Linked DNA regions of Sus scrofa: regions 1, 2, 3 and 4 are each linked to region 5. A link is a contact called in public Hi-C and promoter capture Hi-C data. All regions are on one chromosome and are shown on one strand. The core of a region is the stretch at or near the end of the contact, and the rest is flanking DNA. Distances in the headings are between cores, read along the strand shown.

Evidence for each region. Promoter capture Hi-C pulls out the DNA fragments that hold promoters and counts their contacts. A called contact is a pair of places that touch in the nucleus more often than the background predicts.
Region 1: a promoter capture Hi-C map of fetal skeletal muscle shows a contact between it and region 5, with 4 times the contacts expected there. The contact joins the promoter of ARMC2 here to the promoter of FOXO3 in region 5. A contact is called at or near these places in 4 of 5 promoter capture datasets (fetal skeletal muscle, liver and skeletal muscle), 7 of 47 Hi-C or Micro-C datasets (embryonic fibroblasts, epiblast stem cells, fetal liver and 2 more) and 2 of 2 datasets of contacts at active chromatin or transcription factors (alveolar macrophages and skeletal muscle).
Region 2: a contact with region 5 is called in a promoter capture Hi-C map of liver, with 15 times the contacts expected there. The contact joins the enhancer-like site here to the promoter of FOXO3 in region 5. A contact is called at or near these places in 4 of 5 promoter capture datasets (fetal liver, fetal skeletal muscle, liver and 1 more), 12 of 47 Hi-C or Micro-C datasets (alveolar macrophages, blood, embryonic fibroblasts and 5 more) and 2 of 2 datasets of contacts at active chromatin or transcription factors (alveolar macrophages and skeletal muscle).
Region 3: a Hi-C map of liver shows a contact between it and region 5, with 2.7 times the contacts expected there. The contact joins the enhancer-like site here to the promoter of FOXO3 in region 5. A contact is called at or near these places in 3 of 5 promoter capture datasets (fetal liver, fetal skeletal muscle and liver), 15 of 47 Hi-C or Micro-C datasets (alveolar macrophages, brain, embryonic fibroblasts and 10 more) and 2 of 2 datasets of contacts at active chromatin or transcription factors (alveolar macrophages and skeletal muscle).
Region 4: a promoter capture Hi-C map of fetal liver shows a contact between it and region 5, with 2.4 times the contacts expected there. The contact joins the promoter of SNX3 here to the promoter of FOXO3 in region 5. A contact is called at or near these places in 2 of 5 promoter capture datasets (fetal liver and liver) and 1 of 2 datasets of contacts at active chromatin or transcription factors (skeletal muscle).

What each region holds. Positions count from the first base shown.
Region 1 is chr1:74,921,247-74,925,181 of Sscrofa11.1, reverse strand. ARMC2 (armadillo repeat-containing protein 2) reads right to left here and starts at 1,358. Exons shown (of 19, transcript XM_021090841.1): 1 at 1,195-1,358.
Region 2 is chr1:74,963,606-74,967,172 of Sscrofa11.1, reverse strand. ARMC2 (armadillo repeat-containing protein 2) reads right to left here. Exons shown (of 19, transcript XM_021090841.1): 6 at 3,180-3,256. Among named protein-coding and RNA genes, the nearest start is that of ARMC2, 42 kb to the right of the region's middle. Within about 2 kb of position 1,427, at least 31 of the 83 cell types and tissues checked have an H3K27ac peak or open chromatin away from gene starts, as enhancers often do. A contact at or near this core is called in alveolar macrophages, embryonic fibroblasts, fetal liver and 4 more, where this site is marked.
Region 3 is chr1:75,069,115-75,072,683 of Sscrofa11.1, reverse strand. All of the region lies in intron 18 of ARMC2 (armadillo repeat-containing protein 2), which reads right to left. It overlaps SESN1 (sestrin-1), which reads left to right. Exons shown (of 10, transcript XM_021090855.1): 2 at 1,903-1,968; 3 at 3,167-3,367. Among named protein-coding and RNA genes, the nearest start is that of SESN1, 99 kb to the left of the region's middle. Within about 2 kb of position 1,998, at least 20 of the 83 cell types and tissues checked have an H3K27ac peak or open chromatin away from gene starts, as enhancers often do. A contact at or near this core is called in fetal skeletal muscle, liver and skeletal muscle, where this site is marked.
Region 4 is chr1:74,347,500-74,351,404 of Sscrofa11.1, reverse strand. It overlaps SNX3 (sorting nexin-3), which reads left to right and starts at 1,670. Exons shown (of 4, transcript XM_021090786.1): 1 at 1,670-2,441. The coding sequence starts at 2,346.
Region 5 is chr1:74,627,960-74,631,527 of Sscrofa11.1, reverse strand. It overlaps FOXO3 (forkhead box O3), which reads right to left and starts at 1,833. Exons shown (of 2, transcript NM_001135959.1): 1 at 1,216-1,833. The coding sequence starts at 1,833.

The sequences.
Region 1 (3,935 bases), core at 109-2,608, 290 kb before region 5:
ACTACTGTACAAGCACTATGTGATAAAAGGATGCAACAAAAATTTTCTTATGAATGAAAAATTGCATCAAAAAAAAACTGCAAAAGAAAAGAAATGGCATTTATACAGTGTTTTCATACATTTTATAAAAGATTAAACCAAAGTGTTTTGTTTTATGAAAACAATTTTTTAAAAATTTTTTATCTTTTTGCTATTTCTTAGGCCGCTCCCGCGGCATATGGAGATTCCCAGGCTAGGGGTCGAATTGGAGCCGTAGCCACCGGCCTACGCCACAGCCACAGCAACGCGGGATCCAAGCCACTTCTGCAACCTACACCACAGCTCACGGCAACGCCGGATCGTCAACCCACTGAGCAAGGGCAGGGACCGAACCCGCAACCTCATGGTTCCTAGTCGGATTCGTTAACCACTGCGCCACGACGGGAACTCCTGAAAACAATTTTTATTAAGTATTTTACTGACTATCAGCTATTGTCAAAACAATTAATCAGAATTCAATAAGATACCCAAAAAGAGTGGTATTTGCTTTTCTCCCAAATAAAATAGTTCTAAATCAAGGTGAGATGGAAGATCTGCTGTGATACTCACAGGAATGGATAATAAAAGGCATTATGTGTACATAGGATATACGTTAATGTATATCGCTGCATACACCTATTTATTAAGACCGTATCTGTGGCCTACCCGAACCCAGATAGAATTTGTGTGACCCTGGCTGGGTCAGTGTCTGCCTAGACAAAGCTCCTCAGTCTATCAGTCTCACTCAACAAATACTCCTGAGTTTCTAATAAGCACTACGCGCTTGCTAAACGCTCAGTGTATAGACCTAAAGACAGCCACCGCTGACCCCAGAGTATGAACAGGGAACTCATCACCTCTCTCCCCAGAAAGGCCAACAGAAAGGCCGACTGCGGGAAAGGGGCAGTCGCCAGGACGCCTCACCTCCCGATCAGCGGACAGCGGCTCCCCCATTCCCAGCAAAGCCCCCTCCTCCACCGGTCCAGGCCAGCTTGCCAGTCTGCTGGCCCGCCCGCTTAGCCTGGCAGGCTAGCGTCTCCATGGTAACCGTACACAAACTACCTACCCTGGCCGCCCGGGGCCGCCTCTCTGCATAGCCAGGTAGCTGCTGGGAGGGAGAAGCCAGGGGGTGGGGGTGGGAGCAGGGAAGGGGGCTTCCGGCAAGACCCAAAGCACCTGTAATTAGCGCCGGGGAGAGTAACAACCGCGGAGATTCAGCTCATCCTCCAGGCTTCCCGAGGCAGCAGCAGCAGCCAAGAAGAGCAGGCGGGGCATGACCGGGCAAGGAGGTGCGAGGAGGTCCCTCCGCGCCACTTGCCCACTGGGCCTGCGCAGGTCTCTCCAACGCATGCGTAGAAACGCTGAGCGGGGGCGCTGGCAGGTGGGAGAGTAGGAAGAGCTTGCGGAAGGCTATTGGCTGGATGTTGGAGCTTCAGGTGCAGCGAGAAAGGGCGAGGGATGCTCAGGGAAGAGCTGGGATGGGAAAGGTGTCACCTTTCAAATTAGCAATTTACGGAATCACGGTTATTGAATCCGTGTGAGATCTCAGCGCCCCTATTAAATAGGAGGATGGCAGCTTAGTGTTTAGGAGTTTCAGGATTTAATGGTTCAAATTGTGGTTATGTATAATCCTGAACTAGTTGCTTAATGTCTGTCTCCTCTGTAAAATAGAAGGAAATAATAAAATCTAGCTAGGTCTTGTGGTGTTGTGAAGCTTGAATGAGAAAATAGATTTAAAGTGCTATGCACGTTGCATTTGTGAAGCACTATAGAGTTTACAAAGGGTGTTTCACTCTATATTATCTTTGTGAGCGTTCTGACACCCTGAGGTAGCCGCTTGGCATCCCCATTAACAGAAGACAGCATGCAGGCCTGTGGTCTAGTGGGTGACAGTGGTAGATTCAAGTCTAGGCCTTTCATCAGCAGTCGTTTTTTGTTCTTACTGAGTTATCACAGTTGACTGGTGAAAAGAACCCCGTTTATATGTTTCTGGTTTAAATTCTGTTCTCTCCTATTAGACATTCAGCAACACTTCACAGTGTTAAATACAAGTGAGACCATAATCACTCTCCATTCAAGTTTGCACCACGTTTTATATATATGGGGATTTTTCAGCTGAAGTGTTGTTGTCAACATTGGAAAAATGCCACATCCCTTGGTGCTAAGTATCTTGTAAAGAATAATTACATTGACAATATTTTTGAGTACATAGTATGCATAAGACATTGCGCTAGGTGGGAAATGATATTAAGCAGAGCTAAAGGAATCTAAGTATTCTTCAAAGTACCCAATAGGATGATGGGAATGTAAACTGGTGTGACCACTTTGGAAAACAGTAAGGAGGTTCCTTAAAAAACTAAATATAGAACTACCATATGATCCAGCAATTCCACTCCTGGGCATCTATCCAGAGAAAACCATATTTTGAAAAGATACATGCACCCCAGTGCTCACTGAAGCACTATTTACAACTGCCAAGACATGGAAGCAAACTAAACGTCCATCAAAAGAGGAATGGATAAAGAAGATGTAGTACAGGAGTTCCCGTCATGGCGCAGTGGTTAACAAATCCGACTAGGAACCATGAGGTTGCAGGTTCGATCCCTGCCCTTGCTCACTGGGTTAAGGATCCGACATTGCTGTGAGCTGTGGTGTAGGTTGCAGAAGTGGCTCGGATCCCGAGTTGCTGTGGCTCCGGTGTAGGCTGGCGGCTACAGCTCCGATTAGACCCCTAGCCTGGGAACCTCCGTATGCTGCATAAGTGGCCCTAGAAATGGCCAAAAAAAAAAAAAAAAAGAAAAAGAAAAAAAGATGTAGTACATACATACAATGGGATATTATTCAGCCGTAAAAGAAGGAAGTAATGCCATTTGCAGCAACATGGATGGACCTAGAAATTATCACACTAAGTGAAGTAAGTCATCCAGAGAAAGAAAAATATCATATGAGATCATTAATCTGTGGAATCTAATAGAAGTGATACAATAGGACTTACAAAACAGAAACAGACTCAAAGATTTTGAAACCAAACTTTTGTTTACCAAAGGGACAATGTGGAGGAAGGAGGGATAAATTATGGGGTTGGGATTGATATATACACACTACTATGTATAGAATAAACAGATAACAGGGACCTGCTGTATAGGACAGGGAAATTTACTTAGTACTGTATGGTAACCTATATAGGAAAAGAATCTGAAAAGGAATGGATATATGTATATGTATAACTAGTTTACTTTGCTGTATACCTGAAATTAACACAACTTTGTAAGTCAACTGTATTCCCGTAAAGTTAAAAAAAAAACAACCCAAGTACCCAACAGGATTTTGATACAACATACAATAAATATTTGTTAGTTGATTGGATAATTTTAGGGCTTGAAACAAAGCATATGTATTCTTCAGGGTTAAAATCTTTTCCAGTGACTGAGTGGACTTAAATTATCATATCATTAAGTCCCTTTCACTGGCCACTGGATGCCATTGTGCAAAGAGACCTTTGTCTGTTTAATATAAAACCATACCTAGTATTTTGAGTTCACTACTTGTGAGATGTGATCCCAAAATGCAACTCTGTTTTTGTCTCTCACTGCCATTTAAAAATATATTCAGTGTTGGTTATCATCCTCTGCTTCTGGATGAAAAGTTGGATAGGGCTGTAGTTTCTTTTCATTTTAGATAACTGATAGTCCTCCAGTAACTACATCTCGACTACAGCTTTGTTCTAGAATTCTAATGTTGGGTACAAGGTGTAAACAAATGCCTCAAACTTAATTTGGAAGTAAAGCTCTGTCCCCTTCTTCCCTTCTCGGGCTTAAGGTCTGGAATTGACTTTCCCAACAGGGATGCAGTTGGCTTAGGGTCACTACTTCCCCATTTCCTAGAGTCTCCTTAAGACCCAACTTGGGTGGAAGTGG
Region 2 (3,567 bases), core at 178-2,677, 340 kb before region 5:
AAGCAGAGAGAAAGGATGTCAACAAAGCCGGAATTAAACATCGTAGGTGCTGTCGACAGGGTTCATAGCAAGGTCGCACAGAATTTGTCTAATCCATGAGCAAGAAGTCACTATGACAGAGAGTTGAATTGTCTCTAGGACAAAGTCAGTCTGTACCAGTTCACTATCCCTTAGCCAAAGCCTTTGGGAATAGATGTGGCTGGGGATTCAGAAAAACCTGAATTTTAGTCAGGCAAGCTGGTGTCCACATTGCATGTTCCATGCTACCGCCAGCAGCGTCTTCTGGGACAGCGTCCTGCAGCAAAGTGTGTGGCTAGTCGTGCTAATGCAATAAAGGCTGTAATTGGCCTCCCAGCAGTACAGGTCAGGCATCGCCATTCAGTGAGTTTGAACATTATTTCAGCTTTCAGAGCTCTGGGGCTTGCAGAACCACTGATAGAGGACTGGAGACCACCACCTCCATCTCTTTGGATCATTACTTTTATGAGCCTGCCCTAATGTTGCTAAGTTACAGGTATGGATTCTAAAGGTGAGCATGACTAGTCAAGCAGTATAAAAAAACAGAGCTGCTGTATTTCCAGGTGTGGGGCATATTCAAATTCCAGAATATGGTGAGTAAAATCGACTTACATAAAGGCCAGGGGAAAGCCAGGAGATCATAAGTCAGATGAATATTTTAATCGACACATATTTATGACACACTTAAATATGTGAGAAATATGGACTTCAAGTCCAATTGGTCCAAATCAGCAGTTTTAACCTCTATGTAACAGGCTCTTTAGTAGGCGCGCTCTATGAGAAAACATGCTTATCAAACCATTTCTCAGGACAAACGCAATGGCTATCATGTGCACCTCAGGAAGAGCTGGATTACAGGGGTGAGCCAGAAATCACAGAGCAGTTTATTTAACCTTTGGAAAGGAAAGGCTCTCGCAGGCCCTCCTGCATGTTTCTAAGACTTGTTTCTTCTCGGAACAGAAGTCAGCCAGACCCTGTGGTGCAAGAGTTTGCTTTCAACCCTCTCCCAGGAACCGCTGTGCGAGCAGTGGTGGCCGGCTCCAGCCTTTCCCCTCACGCACCTCCTTCAACGCTGCTCGCCACAAAAAAATCCCATCTTCGACAAGAACCCGGCTTCTGCCCTAGAAACTGCAGCCCAGGGTCACATGGTTACTTTTTAAGATCCGCAGAAGATAAATAAATAAAGTTTGTCTCAGTCTTGGGCAACAACCTGATATTTTAGAAAGCACTTTCATCTAGGTTCACAGGTTGCTAAATATAAAAATTATGATTCAACAGGAAATTGGGTAAGTCGAGCAGAAATTTCAGCATGTTTTTGAAGATTTTTTTGCTGTCTCAGTGGTTATAGTTCTTAACCGCAGCTTTGAGTTCTGGACACAAAAACTTGACACAATCTTCATTGGCTGCTGTTTTTAGCTTAGACATGTAAAAGGCTTAGCAACAATGCTGACGTGGAAATCAGTCTGTCTAAGATTTTCCTGAGTGCTACAGAAATTCCCACTGGGCACAAAAGTTGTTGTATTGATAAGAAATTAGTCTTGAAGAGAAGAAAATATTTTTTGAACCAAATATTTGTTTGGTTTTGTAAAATTTCATGCACCTCAAAAAGGAATATAATGTATAAGGAATATAACCAAACACCTGTGTTACCCACAGTTTTGTCAAATATTAACTGTATTTTCATTTTTCTCCTTGTTTCAAAGAAATAAACATTATACTTATTACTAATACCCTCTGTGTACCTCCCCCATTCAGCCCCCTCCCCAAGGGTTACCAACACTCAAATTGAACGGTTATTTTTTTTAATCATGCTTGACTTTACATGTTTACCACATAGATCTGAATCCAGAAACAATACACACCATTGTTTTGGGGACTTAATTTTTTCACATAATGTTATATCTGTACTCATTTCATTCAATATTATAAGTGCACTCTAGTTCGTTTTTCTAACTGCTATATTTCATTGCATGAATACATCCCAAGCCCTCCTAGCCTGTAATTTATATTGTTATATAGCAAACAGTTTAAAGCCACAAAGGGCTGACTTCATATAATTAAAACAGTTTCAACTAATTGAGCAATGATTTTGACTCAAGTTTTGAACTTAAGAACTATGTGGAGGCCAGATTTTGCAATCTTTCAAATGCCTTTACACAATAATTTCTGTGCAGGCATTAAGATTGTAATCTCTATATGTTTGAGCCACTAAAGCCGGGTAATGGTAAGAGCGCTAAGGCTGTTGTGAAAATAATGAAAAATTACAAAAAATAAATGCTGATATGTGACCGAGTTGGACAAAGCTCCTGGCACTTTCAAAGAGTGAGCCAACATCAGATCCTTTAGTGCTATGAACTGGAGTTTGGCACTTGGCATCTGCCTCTACATGGATTGAATCATGAGCTGCTGCAGCTGCATGACCCTCAACACCCCTGAAAGGAGCTCAGGATGGAGATCAGGAGTAGGACGCTCTGTGCTCTGGGAAAACTGGCAGAACAGGTCTTCCGGTAGATATTTTCAGGAGAAGCTTTTATGAGTCCAATTCTTGCATCTCCTCCTATCTAGAAAAGCACTAAAATCCTTCACGGTGACATCTGCTCCTTGTGACCAGCAGTGACCTATAAAATGTGTGCTTGGCTGCATGTACCTCCCCCTTCACCAAAAGCATATATATACTGACATTTCCCCCCACCTCTTTGGAGTGGTATTTCAGAGCTCTTTGAAATGTGGCCTCCCCGGCTATAGCCCAGGTTTTGCTCCCAATAAACTAAACTCCCAACTTTTAAGTTTTCCTTTTTTTTTTTTTTTTTTTTTTTTTTGCTATTTTAGGGCTGTACCTGCAGCATATGGAGGTTCCTGGGCTAGGGGTCAAAACAGAGCTGTAGCTCCTGGCCTACACCACAGCCACACCAGATCTAGGCTGTGTCTGTGACCTACATCGCAACTCACGGCAACTCCAGATCCTTAAGCCACTAAAGCGAGGTCAGGGATTGAACCCACATCCTCATGGATCCTAGTCAGGTTCCTTAACCACCGAGCCACAAAGGGAACTCCTAAGTTGTGCATATCTTTAAGTCAACAGTGCACATGATTTTCCTGCTCATGGGAATGCGGAAGAGGAGGTTGAGCCCTGGGGACCTCTAAGAAAATGGGGGACTCACCTGCTCTGGTGTCCAGCCTGCTCCAGCCTGAGCTGTTGGGGCATGAGGAGGCTCTCAAATGCCTCCTGCCCTGGTCCCTAGGAGGAAGAGGAGTACACACAATACTCAAAACAAAACCCAGAGCATTTCTCTTTTTGTAAGTGTCAGGAGTCACTGAAAATGAAATTTTTGAAGAACCCAGAGAATTGTTTATGAAATAAGAGTTTGGTGTGCTATATCGCATTTTAATCAACCTCTGATATCCAATGAAGAATTATCTTTTAAAAACAAGTCACAGTTGTGTTTCAGTATGAAATACAGTTACTAGAAACAACAACAAAAAATAAATCCAAAGTTTACTCTGCACAAAAAAAAAAAAAAAAAAAAAAAAAAAGAAAGAAAGATTAAG
Region 3 (3,569 bases), core at 749-3,248, 440 kb before region 5:
TTTTCCTGACTGGCTCTCCAGTTGTATCAAGATCATTGTTTGTTTGTTTGTTTGTTTTAGCTTTTTAGGACCCCATCTGTGGCGTATGGAAATTCCCAGGAGCTGTAGCTGCTGGCCTACACCATGGCTTATGGCAGCGCTGGATCCTTAACCCACTGAGTGAGGCCAGAGCTTGAACCTACATCCTTATGGAAACTAGTTGGACTCATTAGTACTGAGCCATGACCGGAACTCCCAAGATCATTTATTTCATAATCCATTTCTCCCCCATTTGAAGCCACCTTTTATATACTAAAGCCATCAAAATGGTGTCTCTTAGGTATAAAATTAATAAAAGCCCATGAAATAGGTGTTTTGATAAAATGCATTTTAAATAAGATAGTAAAGTAAATGAAAAAAAAATTTTAAAGAAATTACTATTACATAAATAGTAATTTTTAGCCTCAAAGTTTATTTTGTTTGATAGGTATATAGTTGAATCAGAAATTCAGCAGTTAGGCTAGGAGTCATCATTTCATATAAACAGCTGCATTTATGCCAAAATGATGTTTTAAATAGCAGGAATGTGGGCTTTTTCCCTTACATTTGTTATAGGATAGACATATACATGGCCTAACCAGTGAATTTAGTGCCTCCCCTATGGTTATTAGACATTCTTGTCTTAGGTATAAGTGTAGAGTTATCAGAGTAAGAAATCACTGGCCTCTGATATAAGATTATTGGAAGCATATATAAAAATTTAGGCTTAGTTGGCAAATAGAGTGTACTTTGAATATGAATATTGAGTTCTCCTAATTAGGATTCTATTCCATTTTGTCCTGCCTGCTTAATTTTTTAAAATGTATTCTGCTCAAAAGGTTTTCATTTACTTGGACCAGATTTCTTGAATTGCTGCCACATGTCCTTCTCTCCCTCCCTCCCCCCCCCCCGCCCCCATCTTTTTCTTCTTTTAAAAGGAAAGCATCTGGTTATATCACAAAGAACTTTAGGAAGCAGTAGAGAGAGGGTGAAGTAATAGTTGTTTGTAATATATAAGCAAGGATTAATATTTGATTATTAAAGGTCGGGGGGTTGTTTGTTTCGAGACTAAATTGATAGAACATGGACCTGTAAAAAAAAAAATAAGTTGAATTATATTTTGGTTTTGTTTCTATAAGCACACTTACTGAGGGAAAAGATAGAAGCTTTAAGATTAGATTGTCAGTTTTTGTTAACCACACTACACTGTCACATAAAGTATAGAATTCTAGGTTCACTATGTCAAAAGGCAGAAAACCTTATTTTTTAATTAGTTGAGCTCCTCTAAAATATTAGCAAAGTTGATGAGATCCTATAAATTAAAAATTTAAGGAAAACTCAAAATTAATTTCTCATAGAAATTATGTCCTACGTACTTTTGTGGATTTAGAGAAGTTTAATTTTTCATAAAATTTCTGTTCTTTTGAAGTGTTATTATAGATGTAATAATAATTATACTTCTTTCACTTTAAGACATCTAGGTAGAGAATACTGTTTTTTCATTTCCTGACAAGATGAACAGGGATTGATATTTTGGTTGGTTGGGTTTTGGATGTACAAACACATTGGTCTTATTTTGTATCACTGACAATCCACAGAGTTGGCTGCTGTGTGCTGAACTTTCTGTTCTAGACTTTCTGCCAAGTACTTTATGCAAAACTCTGGTTTTAGTGAAACAGGTTTTATTGTTTTTAGTCAGAGTCATAAACTGTTGTCAGCTATGTGATGCAAACAGAGGAATTGGTATGTATATATGGCCCTGAAAACAAACCACCGAAACAAGCCTGTCTCTGTTCAACTGGCTGTTTTTCCCTTCCATTCCTGTAGCCTCAATTCATGTTGTTTACTGCTGGAGGCCTGAGATGGTGTAATTTTCTTTTCTAGGAACTTGGAATTAGAATTCCTCGACCACTAGGACACGGACCAAGTAGATTCATCCCAGAAAAGGAGGTATGTTGTTTGTAAAAGTACATAGTGAACTGTATGCTTTTAAGGAAGAGCTTTCATGACCCACTTCTTGGCATCTGAACAGCTGCTGGTCAACAATATGCAACAGAGCTGATCACAGTTAATCATCATGCTTTGGCAGTGAATCAGTGAGATTAGAAAGCTGTTATAGTCATGTTGATTTCTACTATTTTGTGATGCTTTTCTAACACCCAGATTTAATCGAGGAAAGGCAAGACTTGTTTTTGACCAGTGATGTGCCACCTGCTTATATTCAGATGTTGTTGAGGTGTGCCCATAAGCTGAGTTACTTGGTCTTGGCAAACTTGGTATCAGTGCTAGATTGGATCTTTAATACTAAATATGTAATGCTCCTATGCTTTGTTTTCACAAGAATTGTTTGCTGTTAGTTAATTTTGGTTCTCCTTAAATTAAGGGAGAGTAGGTGTTGTTTAAAGGAGAGGCATTAGTGTCTGTTTGCAGGCTCTGCAAGTTTGATCATCTAAATCTTGCTTCTTTATCTGGATTCTGGCCAAGCCTGCAAACAGCTTATCTAGATGACCTTTAATGTTTGACATTTGTTGTTTCTCCCCTACTACAAGATATGCGACTGTTTATTCTTCTGTCTTGCTACTAGTTGAGTTAAATTTGTAGAATTATAATCTTCCTTTTTTTCCCCTTTCCTGACCATACCTAGAGTTCATGGAAGTTCCTGGGCAGGGATTGAACCCAGGCCACAGCAGCAATCTGAGCTGCTGCAGTGATGCCAGATCCATAACCCACTAAGCCATAAGAGAACCCCTAACTTCTTTTTCTTAAGCTCATTTTATTTTTTTATGGCCACACCCATATAATATGGAAGATCCCTGGCCAGGGAATTGAATCTGAGCTGTATCTGAGAACTGCCTTGCAGTTGCAGCAACTCCAGATCCTTTAACCTACTGAACTGGGCTGGGTGTCCAACCCACACCTCCACAGAGACCTGAGCAGCTGCAGTCAGAGTCTTATCCCACTGTGCCAAAGTGGAAACTCCTCTTAAGCCAATTTTAATCTGCTTCTACAGTCCTCTGCTCTACCAGCTGAGTTATCAAAGAGCGCTAATCTGCCTCTAAATGACACTTAGAATGCAGTGCATGCATACTTTCTTTCTTCTAACACCAATTTACAATCTCTGTAACCATGGCTTTCCTCTCTTATACAGATTCTCCAAGTGGGGAGTGAAGACGCACAGATGCATACTTTATTTGCAGATTCTTTTGCTGCTTTGGGTCGTCTGGATAATATTACCTTAGTGATGGTTTTTCACCCACAATATTTAGAAAGTTTTTTAAAAACTCAACACTATCTACTGCAAATGGATGGCCCATTACCCCTGCATTATCGGCACTACATTGGAATAATGGTTTGTAAACATTCAGTGAAAATTTATTTCTGCCTGCTTTATTAATCTTTTAAAGAGATGGTTAATACTTAAAACAAAGGAATAAACACTTATATGCTAACTTCTAATTGGATTCCTGTTAGGTAGTATCTGTTTTTCCTCTTTCTAAATAAGTATGCTCTCACGTATAACAGAAAAGGAAATATATATTTATACTCCCTTG
Region 4 (3,905 bases), core at 421-2,920, 280 kb after region 5:
ATTTCTTGAGCTCACTGCTGTAGTCAGAACAGTCAAGTGTCTATTTGGTCTCAGGCCAGCGATCGAACCAGCAACCTCATGCTTCCTAGTGGCATTCGTTAACCACTGCGCCGTGAAGGGAACCCCTGGGTCACTCTTTATCACATTATCCACCTTTCTTTACTGCACCAATCATATTGGCAGTTATATTATTTGTTGGTTTATTTATTATCTGTTTCCCCAAGAGAAACCATACATTTGACAATTACCCTCATGAACTCAGGGAATTTCAATACCTTCTCCATCTTTTTACCTCCAGTATCGAAGTGGAAAACACAGAGTTCCCATTGTGGTGCAGTGGAAACGAATCCAACTAGGAACCATGAGGTTGCAGGTTTGACCCCTGGCCTCGCTCAGTGGGTTAAGGATCTGGCATTGCCGTGAGCTGTGTTTTAGATCACAGACAGAGCTTGGATTCAGCGCTGCTGTGCCTTGGGCGCAGGCCAACTCCTAGCCTGGGAGCCTTCATATGCCGCAGGTGTGGCCCTAAAAAGGCCAAAAAAAAAAAAAAAAAAGTGGAAAACACCGAGTAGGCCTTCAATAAATATTTATTGAATGAATGAATGTAGAGTTTTCTTGAAAATAATCTACGTGTTCTTTTTTTTTTTTTTTTTTTTTTTTTTTGTCTTTTGGCCATTTCCAGGGCCACTCCCTCGGCATATGGAGGTTCCCAGGCTAGGGGTCGAATCGGAGCTGTAGCTGGCCTACATCACAGCCACAGCAACGCGGGATCCGAGCCGCGTGTGAGACCTACACCACAGCTCACGGCAACGCCGGATCCTTTAACCCACTAAGCAAGGCCAGGGACCGAACCCATAACCTCATGGTTCCTAGTCGGATTCGTTAACCACTAAGCCACAACGGGAACTCCTCATTTTTTTTTTAATACCAACTGTACTTAGTGTTATTAAGAAGGGCTGCTAATGATTCAGACAACTTTTCAGCTTAAGGGACAGATCAGATTATTTAAAGAGAATGGGTTTTCTGAATCTAACATAAAACACACACACACACACAAAGAGCTGTGATACAACAACATCAAGGGCCATAACTCCCCAGGCAGGGCAGGAATAGACATCTATCCTTCTACCTCAATGCTCAAAGTCTGCATTTATTGGCAATCAACTATGATCTACTTAATTGTTTTGTCTTTTTTTCATTTCTGATAAAGGTTTATCCGAGTTCCACTTCAAATGCTGTACCGATGTTTTATCACCTTAAAAAAAAAAGCTACTGGAGTTCCCATAGTGGCTCAGGGGTTAACAAATCTGACTAGCATCCATGAGGACGTAGGTTCCATCCCTAGCCTTGCTGAGTGGATTAAGGATCTCAAGCCGTGCCATGAGCTGTGGTGTAGGCCAGCAGCTACAGCTCCAATTCCACCTCTCCATGTGCTGCAGGTGCGGCCCTAAAAAAAGCAAAAACGCAACAAAACAAAAACTTACTTAAATTTTGTAACTGAAGGGGGAAAGCTGCAGATCACTCAAACATCAGAAATTCAAGGCAGGCTTCGGCCCATATACTACCTGTTAATTTTAGCCCATCGGTCTCCCAAAACGGTTTGACCGTTGGATATGACGTCATTAAGTTGTTCCCACCTTCAATTTACCAAACCAGACACGTGTCCAGTGAGACTCCAAGTTGATATCAAAATCATCATTTGAGGCATATGTTCAAGGTTATCTAGAAAAGCATTTTCAGTGGTTTATGGTGAGACAGTGGATATGTCGGAATTGAGTTAGCATAGGCAGTTCTGTTCCACTTGCAGGCAAATCTCTTCCATCTCGTTGTTTAACTTGTCTGGCAGCTACCAAGGCCTCTAAGATCGTTTCCGGTGTTCTTCTCACCGTTCCAGGTCTAGGCGGATACATAAAGACAGGAAGCGCCCGCCCCCGCACTCCGGTCCTGGGTCCCATAGCACCTCGGACGCAGCCCAGTAGCGGCGCGCTCGCCCGGTGCATTGTGGGCGCTGTAGTCTGGCCGGAATCTGTTCGCGCCTACAAGACCCGTGACTCTCCTTCTCCGCCGGCGAGCTCGCCGTTCCTCTCCGTGGCTTCCGCTGGGCCTCCCGGCCTCGGGGCGCAGCGTTCCGTCGGGTGGGTTGTTTCCTGCTTGGGCTCAAGAGGCAGCAGCCAGAGCGGCGCGGGGAGGAGCTTCGCGCGCAAGGGTGAACGCCCGCTCTACGTGCTCGTTCGCCTTGCGACCGCTGCGCGCGAGTCCGGTGTCCCCGCGGCGGGCAGCAGAGGCGGCGTCGGTGGATCGCGGAGGGGGCGGAGGGAGTCCGCGGCGGCGGCTACAGCAGCGAAATGGCGGAGACCGTGGCGGACACCCGGCGGCTGATCACCAAGCCGCAGAACCTGAATGACGCTTACGGGCCTCCCAGCAACTTCCTCGAGATCGATGTGAGCAATCCGCAGACAGTGGGGGTCGGCCGGGGCCGCTTTACCACCTATGAAATCAGGGTCAAGGTGAGGCCATCTTTCCCCCCTACAGAGAGACCCCTCCCATAGTTCCCTGGTGCCCCTAGCCTTCCCTGGAGCGCGTCTCCCTAGCGGCCTTGGCTGTTGAGTCCGGGGCTGCTGGCTGACATGGTAGGGCAGTTCTGTCCACGGGCGGGGTCGGGGGCGAGGGCCCCTCTTCGTGTTGGGCTGGCTTGGGAGTTGCAGAGTGACCTGAGCCCCGTGCTGGCACTTGAGGACGGTACGCGAAGAGGGCGTGGGTTGAACGCCGCTTGCCCCTCAGGCAGCTGATCTCGGAATGACATTTGAGTTGGAAAGGGGTAGATCTTTCGAGAACACAGCTCTTCTTTGGGAAGGGAGCTAAATGTGACTGAGAAAGGGGATTTGCTCAAAGTTGAAGCCTTTTCAGTTTTCTTTTCCTGGACACTTTTCTCCGAGGTGGCCAAGCCTAGCTGATTGCTTGAGGCCCTTCCCGAGCTACCAGACTCACCTCGTTTGTACGCTTCCCTGAACAGAACCTCAGGGGAGTTTACAAAAGCCTCTGACAAATGTGGTAGGGCTGAGCCGGGCGAGAACTGCAATTGGAAATGATCGGCCCTAGCTTTCTGGGTCACTGTCTGTTAAAGGGTGAGAAGTGGGGAATGTTGCCTTCCTCACAAAACTACAACTGCTTTAAGAAAAGCTTGTTCGTTGAGGGATCTTGCTCTCTTAATTTAGAGATTTGCACTTCACTGAATGAAGGAATCAGTTGAAGTAGAAACACATTCATAATTTCATAATTAAAATTTGTTGGCAGTAAGTAATTCAGATGATTTGAAAGATGGTAATTGAGAATATTGCTTCACTTTCAGTCTACAGTTCAGGATTAAAGAAGTTACTCATGTATGGAAGTATCTTTAAAAATTGGTTACATAAAACGAATCCAGCTGTTAATGAACAACAAATTATTAAAAATTAAGCATAAGAATTTGGCTTTAGAGCAATCACAATATACATAACAAGTTACTATTAACATTTAAGTGGAGTGGTTCCTCTAACTTGAAATTTTTTTGTGGGGTAAAATATACACAAAATTTACCATCTTAACCATTTTTAACTGTACAGTTTAGTAGCGTTCAGTTTATTCACTGCCGTGAAACCTACACACTTTAAAAATGATTTACTTATCATGTAGTATTGTTTTAAAAATGTAGTAATCATCAAACTTTAAGATATCAAACTAGCAAGTTAATGTTCGAAACCATCCTTGTCTCCCTACTAAATGTGTAAACTGTAAGCCACAGTCTGTTATAGCAAAACTGCATATAGGGAAGTACATTATCATGTAAACCTAATGAAAAAGTGAGGCACTTTTTAAAAAAACTTGGAATGGCTTTGGATTGTCTTAGATATTATGGCATATTGTTC
Region 5 (3,568 bases), core at 584-3,083:
TCCCCAAAGACAATGAAAGAAGGGACAGAAGGAGGAAGCAACTACCTCTTTAATTAAAAAAAAAAAAAAAAAAAAAAAAAAAAAAGCTAACTTGTTAATAGAAGCAACTGAGAAATAATATGAAGTGATATGTATCTCCCTCCAGTTGCACAGGGCTCTCTTTTGCCTGGTACCGACTAACTCATATCACAGAGATGGGGGCCTGGCAAAAACAAAGCCGCTGGGTATCTGCAGCCCAGCAGGGGCACAGGAGTTAATCTCTTTGGATGCCCAACTGCAGGAAGTCATTACATCATAGGCCTTTCCACACCTCTCTCCCTACCACGTGTCCAGTGCCCCAAGAGGCTGAAAAGGAACAGTGGAGAGCCTCTCTTCAGGTTCACTTACAGGTAGAAGCCATTATGGCTCAGCTCTGCCAGCAAACCTGCCTCCCAAAGGCTTACGTGAAGCGACAGGCCCCGGTTCTCTACTCCTGGACCCGCTGCTTGAAACAGCTCCAGAGGCCAGGCCTCAGCGGGGAAGCAGCAGGTGCAGGACAGTTCCCGCTGAGGTGGAAGGGCTGGCCGGGTCGGGGCCCAGATCATCTCAGAGGCTACTCAGAGGAAGGTTTAAGGTTGAGACACCTCTTAGGAATAAAGGTGTTAACACACGCAAGGAAAGAGAGCCGGCCAGGAAAAGGTTTACAACCACTGCTTTTTGTAATGGGATCGATGTGCCTGTGGGAGTTAACACCTACAAGCCTGAAACTTGGACACAGGGGTTCTCATCTGGCTAGTCTCAACACACCACGCTTAGGCGACCGACTGGAAACCACAAATCCAACCCCTCCTCTGGGCACTGATTCCCAAACAAGTCCCCTCACTCCACCCGCAGCGGCCTCGCCGCACCCCCACTACGGGGAAACCTGCTCCAAAGCTGGCCGCGGACGTACCTCCTCCGCTACAACCCAGGAATCGGGCAAATGCACTCCTGCCCATCTGGCCAAGCCTGAGGCTTCCCCAGGAGCCTCCTCTCCCGCTCCCGCCGCGTCCGCAGCGGTCCCCGGGCTCCCCTCCTCCGGAGGTCACACAGAACCCCCAAAGCCTTACAGCTGAGGCTCTCCCTGCCAACCCCTCTCCCGGGCGCCCGCAGGCGCGCTCGGACGAATCGAAGGCGCGTCTCGCACTGCGCAGGAGACCGGGCGGGTCTGTCCGCCCGTCCGAGGTGGGTACGCACCTTCCAGCCGGCAGAACTGTTGCTGTCGCCCTTATCCTTGAAGTAGGGCACGCAGCGCACCATCCACTCATAGATCTGGGACAGAGTGAGCCGTTTGTCCGGGGAACTCTCGATGGCGCGAGTGATCAGATCGGCGTAGGACAGGTTCCCCCAGGCGTTCCGCCGGGAGGAGCATTTCCTCGGCTGCCCGGAGCCCCCAGCCGCCCCCGGCTGCGGCGGTGGCAGTGGCTGCTGAGGCTGCAGCGGCGTCTGCGTCCCTCCGCTCAGCGCGCCCGCCGCGGAGGCTGGGCCGGACCCGGGTTCCTGCCCTCCGGGAGCCAGCAGCCTGGCCGAGTCCTCCAGGAGCAGCCCAGAGCCCAGCGGGCCGCCCCCGCCGCCGCCGATCGCCATGGCCGAGCCGGCCCTACCGCCGCCGTCCTCGTCGTCTTCATCGTCCTCCTCCTCGGGGATCATGGAGTCAGCGGCCGCCTCCCCCGAGGGCTTGGCCGGGCTCCCCTGGAGCTCCGGCCTCTGCAGGGGCCACGTACAGGAGCGCGGACGGCTCTGGGGCTCGAACTCCGGGTCCAGCTCCACTTCGAGCGGAGAGAGCGGGACCGGGGAGGCCGGCGCCTCTGCCATCTTCGCCGCCTGCCCGCCCGCGGCTCCGGCTCTCACACTCTCCTCTTGCGCCGGGGCGGGGTGCGGCGGGGGAGGGACGGGGGCGCCGCGAAGGCTCGGGCTCCCGGGCGCCGCCGCCGCTGCTACTGCCGCCGCCTGGGAAAGCACGAGAGGAGAGAGAAGGAGAGTTGATTATCCCGGGCTGGAGCTCAGTCCCCGGCGAGTCCTCGCCCGCCGCCGCCGCCGCCGTTTCCCGACCACACCGCGCCCGCCTCCCAGGAGCAGGCAGACCTGGAGACGTGCGTCCCGCGAACCTGGCGCTGCAGACGCCACCCCCTGGTCAGGCCGCGGGGGAGACAGGAGCGAATCGACAGGCTCGCACGGGGCAACCCCCTCCCCCCGCCGCCACCGCCAGCGGAGCTGCAGGTCTCCACTGGGCTAGGTGGCGGGGCGGGGAAGAAGGGGGAGGGGCGGGGCGGGGGAGGGGCGCGAGCCGCGCCTTTAAAGCGGGCAGCAGCCCGAGCTGGCGCAGCCCAGACGCGGTCGGAGCCTGAGCCCGGGTGTGCGTGCGTTTGTTTATGTTTCGCTCCGGCCCGCACAAGTGCTTCCCGCGGCGCCACCGCCGCCAAAGTCTGTGGCGTCTTCGGCTCTTCTCCCCGGCCTGGTCCCGGCCCCGCCGCCTCCGCGCTCTCCTGCCATCCCCTCCCAGCGGAGGACCCGAGCCCGAGGACTGCGCGGGCAGTCCCCTTCTCCTCTCTTCGCCCGCGGGCCGAGAGGGCGAATGTGGGTCCGAGCGCAAACGGGCCCTTGTCACTTCCAGGAACAGGGAAAGACGGGAAGAAGGGAGACAAGCAGCTCAGCGGGTGTTTGCCAAGGGTCGAGCTGAGCAGCAACGGCCACTTTGGGGGTGGTGTGGTTTATTTTCTCGCGGGCGTTGTGCCCTCCACCCCTTTCCCTATAAGAACGGGGGGGAGGGGAGTAGTCGAAACGTAAATCTTCCAACAGGTCAGGAAGCACAAGTCTCCCAGGCCAACAGAAAACCCGGACCAGCACGTTCATCACCTCCTTGCTCCCACTGCTGCCATCTTGACAGTTTCCCCCCTTCACTCAAGTCCTTTAAAAACACTAGCGGGAGAGAAGAAGGGCGCGCACACCGAGTCACGGGGAGGGAAAAGGGAAGCGCCTGGCCCAGCTCGGAAGCAGATCCGGAGTCACCGGGAAGGCGGCCGCCCCGCTGCACAGCTCCGGCGCCTACCTCGGTTCCTTCCCTTCAGTGACGAGGGGGGAGGACGCACAATCCCGCGCGGGCCCGGGGCGCGGCGAGGAGGGGGCGCACAACCTCAGCCAAGGAGAGGCGCTCCGGCCGCCGCTGCTGCAGCCCGCCTGAGGAACCGCCTGTCAGCCAGCGCGCCGCCGCCTTCCACATTCCTCCTCCTCCCTTCCACGAGCAGGGCGGCCGCGGCAGCAGCACAAAGTTATAGACACACGCAGGGTGCCTCAACCTAGGCTGACGGCGAGCGGGTCCCCGCCCAGGGGGAGGGCTGGGCAGCGTGCCCGGGTGCGCTCGTGTGCGCGCGTGTGTGTGTGTGTATGTGCGCGCGTGCGCGGCCCAGATCCCCGGGGCTGCGGGCTTGGGTGTCACGGCGCGCATCGGCGCCGGGACACGGCGGGCTCCAGCAGCCTTCCCCGCCGGGCTCCTCCTCCCTCCCGCGAGCCTCAAAGAAAACAAAGCGTGGCGCGGGCCCAGAAGAAAAGG